Regions from separate parts of the Xenopus laevis genome. Here region 1 is linked to region 2. A link is a contact called in public Hi-C data. All regions are on one chromosome and are shown on one strand. The core of a region is the stretch at or near the end of the contact, and the rest is flanking DNA. Distances in the headings are between cores, read along the strand shown.

Region 1 (2,805 bases), core at 294-2,793, 70 kb after region 2:
GAACAACCCCTTTAATGAGATTATAGTATGGTACTGTTCAGTAAAAGTCCACAAGCTTGACTTTTCAAAGAACCATTCTTTGGTCATTTTGTTCAGCCTTCTACAAATGGTTCTTTATGGTGAGGGCAGTGAGGTTGGGAAATGCCCTGTCGGGGGATGTAGTGATGGCTGATTCTATTTATGCCTTTAAGAGTCACTTAAATGATTTCTTAAACAAGCATAGGCTATTGTGGTATTAAGATCTACAGTTAGTATAGGTACAGTATGTATATATAGTTTATATATGAATAGATAGGTCTCTGTAGGTTTGTGTACTGTATATTTAAGCAATGGGTGTCATTTGGAGGGGTTGAACTTTTATCTCTTTTCAAGCAAAATTAACTATGTAACTGTGACATTACTTTTGTTTCCAGATTGTACTCTCTTTAGTTTAAGAAGAGCAAAAACAATGCAGATTTCCTATTTAATACAACAGGCAAAAAGTATTCTGTGTCCAGCAGAATCCGTATAGATTGGAATAATGTTGACAATGGGGGGTTATACTGCATGTTTCCATCATTTCTTTGAGGTGTCCCAGTTTAGGCGGGACCATTTTAGGTTGTGGACTACTAACAAACATTGGCTTACCTGAAATTGGGTGGGTTGTAGGGCATGGTCAGGCTAGATCTGTGTGCGGTCTAAATGTCTTGATTTTCTATATGGCAAATTTACTAAAGGGCAAAGTGACTAATGCTGGCGAAAATTCTCCAGTGTGACGTCATTTCGGTACTTCATCGATTTACTAGCGGTCGCTGGCGTAACTTCGCTAGCGAAAGAGATAGACTCTGGCTGTACTTTGCTCCGTAAAGCCTAGTGAATTTGTGCTCTGGCGAATGGACGTAACTATGCAAATTCACTAAGATGCGGATCTTAGTGAATGAGCATTGTCCCTGCGACTCTACGCCTGTCGAAGTGTTGCGCTGTAAGCGAAGCCGTCGCTGGCGAATTTCGGAGGTTAGTGAATTTGCCCCTACGTTGGGCCGTATGCTATATACCAAGGTGCTTATTTATAATGTTGTGTAAAACAGTGGAGAAATCCATCACCGGTTTTGTTGCTCATAGCAACCAATCAGATCTTATACTTTACTGGTCCTGTGCAATTAAAATATTAAAATAAAACATCTTATTGGTTGCTAAGGGTTACCAAACCTAGGCAGACTTTCACCCCTTACTTGCTTTATAATGATTGAATCTTATGTAAGAACAGCTGTATATATTATTTCCTTCCTTCTTTTGGCAACAATTATGATATAAAAAGCTGCAAAATCTTGGATTATATGAACAATAAGCAAAAGTTCATTTAAAGAACGTTAACTTGGGGGTTAATATGCCCTAGTCTGAAGGAGGGTGAATCACATGAGGTGGCTAAGTGGATCATGGCAGCCCGGTGCAGATGTACACAATAACAAGATGCTGGATGCGTTATTGTATCTGTATTCTGTGACGCTTTAATCCTTTTTGTCTGCCGAAGAAAGCCTGACAGCTAATCCCCCTCCCCACCATCTGTCTCCTGAGTCCAGCTCCCAGGCTCCTTACTTTGGCCTTTCTCTCTCTCATGCAGGGGAACCAGGAGCTGACCCTCAAGTCTTGCATCAGAAGGAAAAGCGATTCTATTGACAAGAGGTTTTGCTTTGATGTAGCGACCAATGAGAGGTAAGTAATGAGGGTATCCTAATAAGGAAAGTTTTAGGGTCACACTTCTCGGCTGGGCATGCATGCAGTCTCTCACTGTGCATCTTACTGGGAACCTTCCCCTTGTTTATTATTTTCACTTGTTCTAATGAGATTTTTCCAAATAAAAAAAAAGATCTATGGGCCATAATATTTATATCAGCTATATGAATGTCACCATTGTATATGCAACCTAAATCAGTGCTTTATTTATTGCAAGGAAAATCTGGAAGAAGATCTAGATTAATAGTTTCGGGGGAACAATAGGAGTGAGGAAGGGATATGGGTACTGTAGGGTATCTTCTGTTTGGGTGTATAGATTTACCATAACAAGACTTTTGTCCCTCTGTTTTATTATAATATTATTTAGGATATTTTATACGTGTATAGGGTTTTTTTTTGTTTTGTTAAAGGGGAGTGCCACCCAAAAACAGTTCTTAATAAAAAAATAAAAGTCTAAGCAACTTTCCAGCATACGTTCATGAAAGATTTTTAATGATTTTACAGTACGGGTATGGGATTCGTTATCCGGAAACCCGTTATCCAGAAATTACGTTATTACAGAAAGGCCGTCTCCCATAGACTCCATTTATCCAAATAATCCCAATTTTTGAAAATGATTTCCTTATTCGCTGTAATGCTTATTGGAAGCAAAACCAGCCAGGTTTTTTAATGTTTACATGATGTTCTAGTAGAGTTAAGGTATGAAGATACAAATTACGGAAGGATCCGTTTTCTGGAAAACCCCAGGTCCCGAGCATAACAGCTCCCATACCTGTATAAGTAGATGTAATTGCTGTTGAGAACAGTATCTGTGTTTATATTCAGAAGCAATGAAGCAGAAGCTTTATTAGTAATGTGTATGAGAAAGTTGGTTAGAATTTTTTTTTTCTTTATGTAAAAAACTGTTTTTGGGTTGAGGTCAACTTTTGCTTTACAATATTGGTCTTTGGTGGATTTTCATGGCCACTGTTGCAACTAGGATTCCGGATTAATGCATTAAAATTCATAAAGGAATTTTCTCAGTTACGTCATGGTGACAAAAAAAATCTCTCATGTTGCCAATTTTTTTCAAACCTGTGTCCAGACAGCGCC
Region 2 (2,799 bases), core at 181-2,680:
TTAAATACTGTGGTGCTCTATCTGGGAACTTTGCTGCTCTTCAGTTCCATACATGTAGCAATAACAAAGAGAAATCAGATGGCACTCTGATTTATTCAGATCTCTGCACAGAGGCAGACTAGTGAATATAGACTTTTGGGCAGAATGATGTAGGGAATAATACATGAGACCTTCAACAATGCTGTAATGTAAAAACTGATAAAAATGATTATCCTTATGTAGCACCACGATATTCTGCAGCGCATTACAGAGAATGTACATCATTCATATCTGTCCCTACCCCATTCCTTTCATATTCACAAACAATAGGGCCAATTTCAACAGGAATCAGTTAACCTGTCTGTATGTTTTTGGAATGTGAGAGGAAACCCACGCAGACACAGGGAGAACATACAAACGCCTTGCAGACAGTGCCCCTTGGCTGGAACTGAACCCAAAACCCCAGAGCTGCAAGGCAGCAGTGCCAACTATTGCACCACCAAAAATGAAGCATTCAGCGTTCCTGGACAGTCATGTAGTGTCCAATGGCAAATTTTTCATATAGTTAACATCAATCAATCAGCAGCTAGCAGACCTGATAGGGAACTGAAGCTTGTCTCTGGTTATGTCAATGCAGGGCTGCGATTGGCTATTACCCTCCTACTGTGCTTCTGGCGGGCCACGCCCACCCCTCATTTGAAACAGGGACTATGGCAGATCTATATAGAGCTCTAATAAAAGGGACATGTTTAGATAAGAGTAAAACCAGCACCATATAGATATTATTGTCTACAATTTGTTCTGCCATAACACTGCCTATCCCTAGGACTTTTTATCCAACCTTATCTGCTTTATTTTTTTTAGAATTCTTCTGGCTTTATGATCAATTCTAGCATCAGTTCTGTACAGTGAACATTTTTGAATGGTGATTTAAAACAAAATGGTGCTCAATTCCCCCACACTCCAAAAACATCCAGGCAGGGTAATTGACTCCTGATAAAAAAAAAATTACCATATTATGTGTAACTCCGAGTGACAGGCTCCTTGAAATGAAAGCAACGATCTGATTGGTTGCAACGTGTATTTACACTGGAGCAATTTAGCGCCTGTTTTAGTAAATCAGCTGCTACGAGCAGACGACAGCGGCCACTGCTTTTGTTCACCCTCGGCTTCAGGGACTGAATTATTCTCAGACAACTACCAGGTAAAAACTACTGTAAGTATTGGGGCAGCCAAACTGGGCCATAACAGTAAAAGTCGAACTAATAACCCCCACCCCAAAAATGTTTGTAAATGCCGTTTAATCAAAGATCCCCTCCAAAGTTGTACATTCCCCCCTTCACTAGTGTTTCTCACCAGCTGCTTACTGCCGTCTCCAATTCCCTCTGTTTCCGCCATGTTTTTCCTTTCTTTCCGGCTGGCTGCTGAGACGTGGAGTCGGATCTAAATACGTCACCTCTATGCTCCGAGAACTTCTTCCGCCTTTCTGTCGCTTGCTTTACGCGTAGACGTTCGATGCTGACACGTCTCTATGGCAACGCAAAAGTGCTGGGCGTGGGCTTAGCGAGCGCCTGCGCAGTCATTCGGAATTTTCAATTGGGCGGAGATTATTAAGGGGATAGTAGGTTAGGTGCGCCGTTCCGTGCAAGTCAGTTTGTAGCGTTTGGCGCCGGTGATGGTGCTTCTCAATCTTCTCCCAAAACGGGCCTAGGCTGTAGTCTGATTAGGGAGAGTCATTTTTGTCGGTTCCTTAAAAGTACAGCTTGGGGATTCTGGGTGTATATGCGGTGAACATGTGCAAAATGGCTTCCAGCAGTTCCATGTGCTATTGGCCTAAGGCGAAGTGAAGTTAAAATCAATGCGGGTACAAATTATAAAGTCCAAATGCGCTTCTGATTTATTTGGCAACATGGTGGACACATGTTTGTCAGGGTTGGGCTGGCATCTGTCAGCACTGTACAGTGTTGGACTGGGACACCAGGGGCCCACCCAAAAACCTTAGACCAGGGGCCCACTCTCAGTACTAATATTCTTCTATTTAGCCTCTTTGTTCTCATAGAAATATGGAATGGCCAGGAAATAGGCCAAAAATTTAGCTGCATGAGGTTCCAGTGATACCTGGGCCCACCGGGAGTTTTCTTGGTATCCCGGTGGGCCAGTCCGACACTGGCACTTTACATCATACAAATTAATGATCTTCCATTCCTGTGTCATGGCCACACTTTCCCTTTATAACAAACAGATAAAAACCCAGGGAAGGAGAAATAAAAAAATGCTGAACTTGTTAGGTTAACAAGGGACAGGGTAAGAAAAAATGTGCATGTAGATAGGAGAAAAATACTGGAATCAATTGGAATTATTTTTCATCGTTTACAAGGGATCTTTGCACCTGTCCATTTCATATTTTTTAGTAGTAGAACAGTCATTATTTCATAGGAATCTTGTAAACCTATAAAGATTGTCCTTGATTTACAAGTAGCATATTGTAATGCATAAAAAGGGTTATAGAATGAAGCAAGAGAATTAGAGGTTTGCAATAGGATTTTAATTGCAGGAAAAAATAGTCAGCAGCATCATGCAAGTAGCTACAGGGAGCTGTTATATTTAAAAATATTTATCCTGTCAGCAGAGGTCAATATTCATAGTTATAAGTGAGTTGACCTCAAACTGGCAGAACCTACAGATTAAAAAAGACAAATCATAACAAAGGAAAGATAACAAGGGGAAAGGGTTGAAAGAGACAGGCTAAGAAAAAAAGTGTACGCAGATAGGAGAAAAATATTGGAATTATTTTTCGTGATTTAGAGTGGGATCTTTGCA

The links. Hi-C and Micro-C count contacts between places; a contact is called where the count stands out from the background.
Region 1: a Hi-C map of the XL177 cell line shows a contact between it and region 2, with 4 times the contacts expected there. The contact joins the enhancer-like site here to the promoter of yipf6.L in region 2. A contact is called at or near these places in 2 of 4 Hi-C or Micro-C datasets (the XL177 cell line and the XTC cell line).

The regions. Positions count from the first base shown.
Region 1 is chr8L:30,463,903-30,466,707 of Xenopus_laevis_v10.1, forward strand. ophn1.L (oligophrenin 1 L homeolog) reads left to right here. Exons shown (of 25, transcript NM_001086523.1): 11 at 1,601-1,692. Among protein-coding and RNA genes, the nearest start is that of ophn1.L, 45 kb to the left of the region's middle. Within about 2 kb of position 1,544, at least 1 of the 7 cell types and tissues checked has an H3K27ac peak or open chromatin away from gene starts, as enhancers often do.
Region 2 is chr8L:30,393,660-30,396,458 of Xenopus_laevis_v10.1, forward strand. yipf6.L (Yip1 domain family member 6 L homeolog) reads right to left here and starts at 1,431. Exons shown (of 7, transcript NM_001097837.1): 1 at 1,336-1,431. The coding sequence starts at 1,377. It also overlaps a transcript of ophn1.L not described here.